Regions from separate parts of the Sus scrofa genome. Here regions 1 and 3 are each linked to region 2. Evidence: chromatin contacts called from public Hi-C data. All regions are on one chromosome and are shown on one strand. Each heading gives the region's core, a stretch centred on a gene start, on an enhancer-like site or on the middle of the called end of the contact. The rest is flanking DNA. Distances are from core to core; before and after follow the strand shown.

Region 1 (3,766 bases), core at 794-3,293, 180 kb before region 2:
TCAGCCTTCTGGGAGGAAACGCAGCCTCTTTGTTCCCTCTCTGAGCCTCAGTTTACTTTCTGTCGGTGGAGAGAACACATAGCATCCAGCCCCATGGGGGGCGGCAGCAGGGTGTAGGGCCTACCAGTCCCCGGGCGTTCTCCCAGGGTCCTGGGCTGGCAGGGCAGGGATGGGAGCACGCAGAGGGGGACACCCAACGTGGACACAGAGGCACGGCCACGCACCGCAGCCCTCCCAGGGTGTCCGACATCCTTCCTGGTGCAGGGGCCAAGGGCATGCAGTGACCTTGGCAGGCTTCTCCGCCGTGCCTGGTGCCAGGGCCAGCTCCCACAGGTGGGTGTCTCCCCCTCCCCTCCCCTCCCATGTGTAGGCGAGGTGACAAAACACAAGGAGCGTGCAGGTGCAGAGCCAGAGGGCTTGGGGGAGGGGGTGTCCGCTGCCTCTGACTTCACGCAGCTGGAGACTAAGGGGAGGAGGCGGCCTGCCCTCTGGGCCCCGGCTGAGGCGCTGGTGGCCCCAAAAGGAGGCCACCCGGTGTCTTCAGCGACTCGGGCCTCCTGGAACTTATCCTAACACTTATGACCCATTCTGGCTGGGCCAGGAGGACAAGGCATGGGAACCCAGTCCCCATACCGAGGCAGAGGCCCAGCTGTCCCTGCTGGAGGGCCCTGCGGCAGGACTGTACAGGCCGAGGCTTTCTTCTCTGTGAGTTCGGCCCACCCCAGAGGAAGTGGCTGCTTCCCCCTCTCCTCTTTATCCATCCCAAGAGAGTCCTCGTCCCATGAGAGGCTGTGTTCTGGGGACTCCTGACGCCATGGGGCCTGGCTTACTGGGGGCACCAGGCACCAGGCCTCCACACGTCTAGATGCCATGGCCTCGAGCCTCCTAGGCAGCGCCTGGCACCTGCGTCTACTGGTTGCAGCTTTAGAGACAGGAGTGATCCAGGGAATCCCACGGATGTTAATGCCAAGCCCAAACTGGTGATTTTATTTTTCTAATGCTAACTTTGAAATGTAGCCAGTAGAATAATTATGAGTTTATTATAGTCCATTTATCATGCAGCATTTAGAACAACATGTTTTGTTGATTACTGCTACTGCCAGATTGCTGAAGGCATTTATAATCCATTGTTTTATTGAAATTGATCTGCCGAGGGCCTCCTGTGTTCGGTAAATAATAAATCACTCTGTTACCCCAACATAAAAGTCACGATACTTCATCATCAGGTAAGAAACCAAAATAAGAGTGGAGCGCAGAGTGTGTCCCGAAGCTGAGCGGCCCCCAGCGCCGTGACAGTTTTCCTGTGCCCATGGGGGAGGTACGCTCGAGGTCTTAGTCCTGGATGTGGGGTGCAAATGCCCCAGAGACAGTTTAACGTTTAGGAATGGGGCTCCCCAGGGGCCAGAACTGGTCCAGGGTAGCCAGACTCCACCAGAGATGACGGGGAAATGGGTGTTGATGGGCTGCCAGCCCTTCGCATCCCTTTCTCGCTCCAGTCCCAGAGGTGCCCGCTGTCTGACCATGATCACAGAGGGTCCCCCGTTCAAGCCCCTGTCTCCCCCTCTTTGGCTGAGGGGTCACCCCTCCGAGCCCCAGTTTCTCCGTCAGCCACCGGGGCTGAGAGCACCCAGCTCTGGGCGGGTTCACTGATGGCCACTGTGTGGGGTGTGGGGACCAGCACAGGGGACCCTCAGCGGGAGAGAGCTGCCACACGGCGGCCTCCCCAGAGCCAGCAACCCACCCGTGCCCCTAAGGCCTGCCTTCCAGCAGCTGCTTCCGCCCTAGAGACCCGACCTGAGGCGAGAGCCGCAGGCAGAGCCCAGTTTATTGAGACTGCTCTGGGGTCATGTGACCTGCCTGCTCCATGTTTTTGGCCCTCAAACTGTCTCCGAGACGTGTGCCAGGTAGAGCTTGAAGCTGGCCAGGGCCACCTTCCACCCCTCTGCCCTTCCAGTACCAGGCGCCTCTCAGGAGCTGGGCCAGGGACTCGGGACCTGTAAGTCAGACGCGCTGGTACTTAGCCCACGTCAGATGCATCACCAGAGCTGAGAAGGGTGTTCCGAGGAGCTCTTCCTCCCCCGCCAGACCCTCGGGCCCCTCCCTGCGTCTCTCAGCTGGATGCTGCCCCACTTGCTCTGCCTGGATGCTCAGGTGGGAACTGGACTTTGATGTGGCCTCAGATCCCCTCCGCCCTCCCTCTCGGCTGCTTCAGAGGCACAAGGCCTCTTGTGGGGCTTCTCGGGGCTTCGCTTTTGCCTCCGAGAGCCCTCTCCTGCTCTGGCCCTCGGGGTTCACCGTGAACCTCATCACCAAGACACTGTCCTAGAGAAGCTGTGGGTTGCTTTCCATTTTTGTTTGAAGGATGCAGACAGACCTCCTAAAACAGAGTTACAAAGCGTGACCCCAGAGTTCCCATCGCGGCTCAGTGGTTAGCGAACCCAACTAGCATCCATGAGGACGTGGGTTCCACCCCTGGCCTCACTCAGTGGGTGAAGATCCGGCGGTGCTGTGAGCTGTGGTGTAGGTCGCAGACACGGCTCGGATCTGGGGGTGGCTGTGGCTGTGGCACAGGCCGGCAGCTGCAGCCCCGATTGGACCCCTAGCCTGGGAACTTCCATATGCTGTGGGTGCGGCCCTAAAAAGACCCAAAAAAAAGTGTGGCCTACTTGTAATAAACACTCACCAAGTTCACATGGGATGGTCTGACATCATGAGAGGCCCTTCCTGGGAAGGAGCCCAGAAGATCCCTCCCTGCCAGATCAGCCATGCGAGCCCAGGTGTAGCCGGCGGCGGGGGGGGGGGGGGCAGAGGCCCTCTGACTCCACATCACTGTCCTGTCCCCCAAAACCAGCCTGGGCTTTGGGAACCAGAGTCTCTAAGGGGGGCTGGTGCACCGCCCATGGGCCACCAGGGAGCGCCGCGGTCCGTGTTTAGGTCCACCCAGAAGCAGTGCAGCCAGAACTGGGCCCACTACAGTACTGGACTCCCCACCTCCCCTGGGCCCAACAGGCTCCCTCTGGGGGGCAGAGGTGGAAGGTGGGGAGGGTCCAGCGTGCGCCTCCAGTGGGCCCTGATTTGTAAAACAGCCTGGATACCCCTCCTCACCTGCCATCTCCTCCTTCTCCCACCATCTGATCAGGTGGCAGGGGGAGTGGTTCCTGGGGCGGGATACCCCATGGCTCCTCTCAGAACCTTCCAGGCGGCCTAGTCTAAGGATGCCCAGGCTGGGTTGCCCAGCAGCTGATGGGATGTGGCTGGTGGGTGGCGAGCCGTACCTCCCAGCACTGGCCAGAAGAGGGCAGCATTGCCTCAGGACACGCTGGTCTGGCTCATCCCTGCTAGCGCTGTCTTGGTGTCCTGGGGCTCCGGATGGGAGAGGCTTAGTGGGGGAGAAGCCTGTCCCAGCACGTGCTCAGCAGCCAGCCCGTGTCATCCTGGGACTTATCCAGGGACGGCTGTCCCTCCCGTCTCCTTGCCTCATGGTGGTCGGCCTGGAGCCTTGGCCTTGCCCTGCTGACTGGCAGAGGGCTGACACAGTTCATGGGGACCAAAGCCCACAGAAGTCAGGGCTGCCTTGTTCCTCCCAGGGGGCCCCAGAAGACACCTGCACGTGTCAGTGGTGGGTGGGCCATATGTGCCACTGCTCCCTGAGCCGAGGCGGGATCAGACCCTCTCTACAAGGCTTCCCTGCTGCTCCTTGGCTTCCTCCCGCAGACGAGGAGCCAGGCCTTGAGAGGGCATGGCCCGGGCAGGCTCTTCCCCGCCA
Region 2 (4,290 bases), core at 265-2,764:
TAACCCACTGCCTGCGCGAGGCTCCTTTAAGAAAGGCAGTGCTGGACGCGTCTCTGGGGCGGGAGGCAGAGGGCGCCAAGAATGCCGGACTCCGACGGGAGCCCGAGGGCTGAAGCTTCGCCGGCGGCCTCCCATCTCCGCGTCACCCCAGGGTCGTCCTGCTCCTACTCCCAGGTCCCCGCCCCCAACCTCGAAGTCCCCCTCGCCCGCAGACCCCCTGCACTGCCACGCTCGCACCTCGACTCTGGCGACCAAGAGGCAGCCCCCAGCCCCCGTCCCACCCCACCCCACCCCCGTCCGCCCGTCGGATCAACATCCCCGCCACCTCCCCGCAAGCCCTGGGGCCGAGGGCGGGGGAAGGACAGGGGGCCCGGCCTCATCCACATGCAGGGGACGGCGCGTCGCGGCGGCCGCCAGGAAGGGACAAAGGCTGTTCCGCCGCCGGCCGCACCGTGCCAGGCTCGCCCCGCCCGCCGCCTCGGTGGCCCCCGACGCGGCCCCCCTTGTGTCTGCTCCTCTGGCCCGGGCTGCACAGTCCGGACGGCTTCCGGGAAGAGGCAGCCTCCCTGGGACCCCGCACGCCCGACCTCCTCCTTCGACCTCGGGGGCCACAGTTCCTTCTCCGTGTCTCCCAGACAGCTGAGGTGGCCTCGTCTCCTTGAGCCAAGCTGGACTGCGTGGGGCCTTCGCCAAAGACCGGAGTTCTAGTCCACTGAGCCCCAGCTCTGACCTGCGGCCAGGCGCTGCGGCTAGAGCCTGCCAGACCCCGTCCCGAACCCGGGGGCAGATGGGGTTTTGAGCAGAACCCCTTCCAGGACTTCCACAAGGCATTGAGACCCCTCTGGGTGAGGGTTGAGGGCTCGAAACTTCACCTGGATCCTGTCTCCTCAAACTTTTGATGGTGGAGGGCCAGGGTCTCCCGACCCTATGAGAGGATCCTGGAGGATCCACCTCACACACCCCCTTCAGCGTCTGGAAGCCAAGATGTTATAAGAAAGGGTTTGCGCTTCGGCCCTGCCACTTCGTTCGCGATCGTCCTTTCTATCCCTGGGCCTCAGCTTCCACCTGTAGAATGGGCCCAACCTCCACCCCTCTCCCGGCACATGTGCGCGCTAGGGGTCCGTGCCCCGATGTAAGGAGTATGGAAGCGCTGACGCACAGTGGGTCTCAGTGCCCTGACGGCTATTATTTCTGCCAGCTTCCTCAGTCTCCTCGAGGGCGGGGACAGTCTTGCTTTGGAGCTCTGCCCCCCCCACCCCCACCCTGGGAATGGGTGGTAACTCAGGCAGCAGCGGGAGGGGGTTCTTCGGTCGGGGAAGTTCTTCCTAGGTCTGCCCCAAGTCCTCTCCTTCCTTCCCAGGCCCGGCTTGGGAGGGTGGGGCCCCGAAGGGTGTGGGGGGGGGAGTTCCCTTTAAGGGAGGTGGGGGAGGGGGCTGCCGGCCAGTCCTCCTTCCGCCCTTCTGGGCCCCCGCCGGCCGGGGCTCAGGGCCCGGGCCCCGCGCCAGCGCATGCGCCCGCCTGTGGGCGCTGTCCGTGCTGCGAGGGCGGCGCGCACCGACAGCCGGACCGACGGACGGACCGGCGGCCGGTCGTACAGACCGGGCAGTGCTGGGAGCGGGGACGCGGCGGAACAGCGACATGGCCGGCCACACGCAGCAGCCAAGCGGGCGCGGGAACCCCGGCCCTGCGCCCTCGCCCTCCCCCGGCCCGGGCCCCGGCCCCGGGGCCTCGGAGCGGGTGGCGCTCAAAAAGGAGATCGGACTAGTGAGCGCCTGCACCATCATCATCGGTGAGCAGGGCCCGGGGTGGACGGGTGCCTGGGGCTGTGGGGCCGAGGATGCACAGCCGCTCCGAACACGGGGCACCCCTCTCCGGGCGCTCCTACTGGTTGGAGGCGGTGGGACGGGGATGAGGGGGGTTGCCTGCCCCGAGCACCTTGCGGTGTCTCCCCTCACACAGCAGCCGCTGGGCTTCTTGTTTCGCGTCCCCAAGTGCCCTGCATTTTTGCATTTGAGGAGGGGTCCATCCGCCGCTGGAGTCCTCCTCAGGCTTTTCCTTCACTTTGAACTTGGCAAGGCGATTACCCTCATCTAAATGGAGATGACTGTGGTCCTGCCTTGAGTGCAGGAACCTGACCAGTGTGGCTCCGCAGGCTGACCTCCCGGCCAAGGCCCCAGGTGTGAGCCTTGTGGCAGAAACTGAGTTCCTACTGTGGCCAGGGTCCAGGTGCCATGCAGTGTGGTTGATTTATTCTTCGAAAGCAGGAGGGACTTGTGGGTAGACCAGCCAGGTAGAGCCAGCCCAGAGGGGAAATCGGTTCAGAGTAAATGATTAGTGCAGAGTTTGGCAGCCGGACCCTGGGGAAGGCGGGCAGAGCAGCCAGCGACTTCCAGAGGCTGAGTTGGGGTGGGCAGACCCAGCCTGCAGAAAGGCCACCTGCCACCTGGGCAGGGATCCCAACAGACACTCTCATCCCCTTGCTCTCTGGCCCAGCTTCCCCACCTGAGAATGAGCGCATGCATCCTGCCCCCATACAAGGACTTCTGGGAAGACAGAGAGCTCAGGCCAGTGAGAACGGTGCTAGAATTTCCTCCTTATGTCCAAGTCATGAAGACTGATGTCTCGGGAGCTGGCTAACCCAGACCTGTGCCTTTTCCACAGCAGGTGCCTCAGAGACCCTCGTGGGAGGAGTCTGTTCCACGCCCCGTGTCCCAGGAGACATGGGCTGGAAGGATGTATGGCAAGGGCCTTGACTGCTTTTCTGTTTACCTCCTGCCCCGTCTTCCCCCCAGCCAGTGGGAGCTGCTTATGCATCCATTGCCCACCCATCCTTAGACCCTTGGAGATGGAGAAGGTTGGGGGCTCCAGAGAGCAGACTGGGGTCTTCTTCACCTCCTCCTCCTCCTCTGCCCCCACACCAGGAGCTCCTGGGCCAAGGCTGGGGTCTCACTCTTGGCCACCCCTGCACGCATACTGAGAATTGTACCCTGTGTAGGTACCTCCCTGTCTCACCCACTTGTACCTGGAATGGTATCTTCTAGGGGCTGATCCTGATCTGGCCTGGCGACCTTCTTTGGCCTAGAGTGCCCCTGCTTGGCTGCTGGGAGGGCGGGCTGCTTTCAGAGATTTAGCCAGCGTACTGGTTAGAGCTTTGCCCAGGCCCACACCCTCTCCAAGAGCTGTACTGCCAGGAAGGGGAAGCCCGGATGTCATGCATGGGCCATGGGATCAAGAGGCTGACCATGTCTGGAGCCAGCTACAGTGCCCGGCAGATGCAGGGAGCGATGTGGCTTGTCCTGGGCTGCCTCAGCTAAAGCCAGCAGCATCCGTGAGCTGTATTCCTCTTCTGCCTTCTCCCCACATCCCATCCCCCACAGGTCAAGCAGAGGTTGCTGGCTCCTCTCTCCTCAAGCGAAATCCCTAGTGGTGATGGCGGGAGTGGATGAGGCTAATTCTGCAAGAATTTTTCCGTGCAGCCCAGCCCTGCTCTTACAGCTCCCCCACCCTCAGGCCATTCCTACTGTTCCAGATCCACTGCCCCCTTAGCCTCAGGCCTTGGGGTTAGCGATGACTTGGCCAAAGGTGACAGCCTCAGAAACAGAACCTGGATGACCTAACTGCAGCCCAGGACACTCAGGGGTGGTCCAACAGCCCTGCTGGGGGAGCTTTGAAGGGTTTCAGCAGGGAGGAGGCTGGACTGGGCAGGAGACAGACATGGAGTGGAGATGGAGCTGGACCAAAAGGCGACAGATGACAGAGGAGGCAGGAGTAGGGTGAATTACCGCACTGCTCTCCCCATCCTGCCCCTAGTCCTGCCCCTTTCACTGTTCCAGGGGCCCCACCCTCCCACATCTTACTCCACCTTCCAGCCCTGGGGAGCCTGGTCAAAGTAAAAAACATCTGCAAAATGTCATATTTTAGTTTTATTTATATCCTACTCCATAACATTTCCTGTTGGATAAACAGCTACTGCACCTGTTATCACCAAACCCTCTAAATAGACCCAAGATCCTTTCATCCTGCCCCCTTGTACCCCCTGCCCCATCCAAGGCTGAGGACTAGGGCTTTCAGGAATGCAACGGCATAAAAGGGCTTTGGGCTGGAATCAAACTCCAGCTAAAATGTGCTTGGGACAGCACCTGCTGGCTGCAGCAAGCACAACTGGCAAGGCATGGGGCAAGCTTGGAGGAAAAAGAGCCGACCGGGGCATGGGCTGTTCACGTCACCACATCTAGTACCTCTTCAGAAAAACATACTTCACTGCATTCTGAAAACATGTTCTCCCTTTAT
Region 3 (3,952 bases), core at 639-3,138, 150 kb before region 2:
TGGTGGTGTTTACAACACACACAAATAGTACAAAGAAACATTTATAAATACACATCTATTAAGGAATCAATCGCAATTCTTTTTTTTTTTTTTTTTTACCGATACGTCTAGAAAGCCAAAAAGGTAGGAGACCATTGTACCTACCAGTACAAGAACCCACAGAGGTGCCCAAGAATACACAATAAACCTGGAATTGTGTCTGCGTTTACCATTTTTGCGATCAGGTGAAGCAAATCTTAGACCACAGAACCAAATTCAGCCCCATGAGATCCTATTTGTCTTTACCTAGGACTCACCAGCTGTTGTTTAAATCCCTAAGGATGAAACCACCTCTCCAAGATCAACAGTCATGATGTGCTCTTGAGAATTTAGAGGGCATTCTGGAAAAAAAAAAAATGAAGTTTTGCTCCCACCTATGTGTTTTAGGCAAGTATTAAAATGACTGAATCAGCCAACTGCACCCGCCCGAAGCAAGACTTGAGAAACTGAAAAATTCTCCAACTCACTAGAATCCTATGATGGTTTAGCCCTGTTTACACTGTTATTCCAAAATAGCAAATCAACTTTAAGGATAGCTTTATCCCAAATACTACTCAAGTAGTGACAGCTGACCAGGTTTTAACTTTTAAATACCAAGAACTTTTAGATGCAGAAATATCAGTATTTTATCTCAAAAATTTCTTTGAGCGTCCCATAACCTATCTGTCCAAAGGATAATCTCTTCAAGTACGGATTCAATTGAGTGTAGGCTGGGAGACAGAACTACCAATTTTTGCGTAACCCACCAAAGTTAAAAGCACATTTTAAGAAACCAGATGACAAAATAAACCTCAGATAACAGAAAAGCCAGACAAGTAAACCTCCTGAAGCATAAAAACACACAAACTTACTTGAAAGAACAGAGTAGCCTTCCCTTTAACACTTCCATCCTCTCTACCCAGACACCTCTGCTGGCAATTAGCTTCAGCATGTTCCCTCGGAGCATGCTAACGAAGCGCTTCATTTCTTGCCCTCCCCTGCTCCATTCAACTCGTGGTTGCTGCACGTTCACCCAACCGGTGTTCGACAGTCAAACGAAGGGTATTCAAAAGTACAGCTCCATAAGGAACCATACTATTTCCGTAAAATCACGTATTTAAAAAATCAACTGCCTTCCCTGACTACTCTAATAACTTCTGAATCCGATTCTCGGCTACCCGACCCCGCGTAGTTCTGGAGGGGCAGGAAACAACCTAGGTGGCACTCCACTAAGATAAGGTCTACCTTCGGCTATTCTGGGAACACCCTTTATCCCCAAGGGCCAATACGAGCCTGGCTTGTCACACTGCACACACAGAGGGCCGGGTTGTGGAGGGGGCACGGCGTGGCTCGCATCCCGTCCCGGGCCGGCAGCAGGGGCGCCGGGGGAGCCCGGGGGTCGGCGGGTGGCGCCGCGGCGCTGGGCCGGGGCCAGGGATGAGCTCAGAGGCCTCGCCGGGTGTTGCCGGCAGGTTGCATCAGACGCCGCGCGGGGCCGCCGCCCGCGCCGCGGGCCGCGCGGGGCCTTCCCAGCAAGCCGGCCGCCTCGGGCCGGGCCGGGCCGGGGCTCCTCTCGCTGGGGCCGCGCCCACGCGAGCAGCTGGCAGCACCGCGGCCTCCCAACTCTCTCAGCCCGCTCGCGGCCTCCTTACCTGCGCCACTAGCCCGCCTGCCCCCAGGCGGCCTCCACTCTAAGCGGCCCCGTGCGGTACGGCCGGACCCGACCCAGGCCTAGCAGCCCGCGAGTCAGCGAGGTGGAGCGACGGTTACGAAACCGGGAGCCTCCGCCCGTTCCGCCGCCGCAGCCACCGGCTTCCCCTCCTCGCTCAGGCCGCGCGCGCGGCCGCCGCCGCCTCCACGACCAATGGGAGCGCCGGCCTACGGGTTGCTCCCGCCCCCCCTGGGATTGGCAGCGCCGCTAGCCAATCGAGAGCGGCCTGACTGCGGGAGGCGGGCACGTGGCGGAGGCGTAGCCCACGGCGCTTTAGGATGGGCAGGGGTGGTGGCGGCAGCGGCCTTAGTTTCCAGGACTGAACGCGTGGGGAGACATCCTAAGACGTGGGCGACCCGCCGCTCAAAAGGTTCTGTCAAAGTTGGAGGCATTGGAGAACTGTAGCCTTGTGAAGGCAACACCTGTCTTTGGAAAGCGCAATTTTCTGAGATGATTTTTTTTTTTTTTTTTTTGAATCACCAATTTCTGTTTTGGTTTCACCACGTTCTCAGGGAGCCCCGCCTCGGAGTCGCTTCCAGGGACAGTTTCCCGGAACGGCCCACCGGGCTCGCCTCTTCGTAGGCTGGGAGGCCGACGGTCGCCTCACCGCGACTCGCGCCCTCCGGATGGAGTCTGGAGAGAAGCCCCGGACCTCACGGCAGTGAAGGCAGCTGCAAACTTGGTGAAAAACGAAGGAAGGAAAATTTTCCCAATGTGGGATTAGTATTGATGTCACTTCGGTACAGACTGTGGTTACGGAGGAAATAATTGAGTTTACCTGACTGCCATGTGCTGTCTTCCAGGTGAACAGACTGAGAGACTTGATCTCAAAAAATGAATGGCAATCCAGCTTTATTTGTCAAAGACAATTCACAGGAGAATCTGAAAGCGTATTACAACCAGGAAGCAGCGAGCTGGGTGGAGGCAGATAGATTTGATTGCTTCCTCTTTAGCAATTCTTATCGTCCAAAAACTGGAGTCTTTGAAAGAGGAAACGTTTCTTCCTCGCCAGGCAATGGTACCAGCTTTCTGCAAGGGACTGTTTCGAGGAATCAATGAAGAGATGATAAAACATTTGCACACACAAACCAAAAAAAAAAAAGATAATAAGAAGGGCTGCAGCCAAAAGTGAACGCTGATGACTGTAGAAGCACACTTGGTAGAATGACACAATATCACCAAAACCAGTACTTTTCACTTTGGTGGGCAGTGGTTGGAGTTAAAATTTCTTTGATCGCGATTTTAGCAATATTAAAACTGGATTCGATTTTGTTACTCACAGAATCATAATTTCATCCTCACCATTTCCTAATCAATTAAAAAAAAAAAAAGGAAAAAAACCTGTATAGATGTGTTCCTTATCCCCCGGTTTGCTAAACTTGCTGCCAAGCTGCTCCAATGTTCTCTGAGTCTGTCTGGGCAGGTCTTCTTCCACACTCAGCAGGTCTCCTCAACGCCAGGGAGACTAGAGTATTTATTTCCTCTTCAGCTGGTGGCTGGTAATTCTTCTACTCAGTTTACAAATATTTAGTGCCAACTATGTGCTAAGCTGTGGGGATTCAGCAACAGTCCCTGCCCACATGGAGCTTATGCTTCCAGCAAGGGAGGCAGAATTCAATAATCATACAATTTTCTAATTACGATTTCCATCGCTATTGCAAGAAAGAAGTGCAAGATGCTGTGAGAGATTATAGGAAGGGAATCAAACCTGGCCTGTGGGTTAGGAAAGCCCTGTAAAATGAGTAGGATTTGCCCATCAGAGGGAATGCCTTCTCTAAAGGTCTTGAGATGGGAGAAATTTAAGGCCAGAGTGGCCGAAGCACAGGGCCCCAGAGGAGATGGATGAGATGGACAATGTCTTGTAGCCTGAGAGGGGAGCCTGGTGGAGGCTGTCTCTAGGTTGAGGAGATCCACCATGTTGTTTCTTACAAGTCACAAGGACCCAAGCCATTAAAATCAAAGAAAAATTTCCCACAAAGATCTCTGCCTTACTGATACCCAATACGTAGCCTACAAATCCAAAGAATTTGCAAACAAGCAGTACATTAAAACCCCCTCCAAAGGACTTGAGGAGTAGGATCTCCTATTCATTAAATTGGCTAGTCACCTGAGAGCTACTGTGATTAACTACTTAGTTACCTAACAGGTACAGACTCTAGGGTCAGGCTGTCTGTTCGCAGCTTCACCTCTTCCGGGCTGTATGACCTCAGGCAAATGACTTAA

The links. Hi-C and Micro-C count contacts between places; a contact is called where the count stands out from the background.
Region 1: a contact with region 2 is called in a Hi-C map of omental adipose tissue, with 1.9 times the contacts expected there. The contact joins the enhancer-like site here to the promoter of SLC7A10 in region 2. A contact is called at or near these places in 4 of 47 Hi-C or Micro-C datasets (blood, embryonic fibroblasts and omental adipose tissue) and 1 of 2 datasets of contacts at active chromatin or transcription factors (alveolar macrophages).
Region 3: a Hi-C map of epiblast stem cells shows a contact between it and region 2, with 2.0 times the contacts expected there. The contact joins the promoter of CEBPG here to the promoter of SLC7A10 in region 2. A contact is called at or near these places in 1 of 47 Hi-C or Micro-C datasets (epiblast stem cells) and 1 of 2 datasets of contacts at active chromatin or transcription factors (alveolar macrophages).

What each region holds. Positions count from the first base shown.
Region 1 is chr6:43,194,443-43,198,208 of Sscrofa11.1, reverse strand. The region is part of intron 11 of PEPD (xaa-Pro dipeptidase); the gene reads left to right. Among named protein-coding and RNA genes, the nearest start is that of CEBPG, 31 kb to the right of the region's middle. Within about 2 kb of position 2,043, at least 1 of the 83 cell types and tissues checked has an H3K27ac peak or open chromatin away from gene starts, as enhancers often do. A contact at or near this core is called in omental adipose tissue, where this site is marked.
Region 2 is chr6:43,014,829-43,019,118 of Sscrofa11.1, reverse strand. SLC7A10 (asc-type amino acid transporter 1) reads left to right here and starts at 1,514. Exons shown (of 11, transcript XM_021094294.1): 1 at 1,514-1,789. The coding sequence starts at 1,639.
Region 3 is chr6:43,162,838-43,166,789 of Sscrofa11.1, reverse strand. It overlaps CEBPG (CCAAT/enhancer-binding protein gamma), which reads right to left and starts at 1,888. Exons shown (of 4, transcript XR_002344626.1): 1 at 1,671-1,888; 2 at 297-380.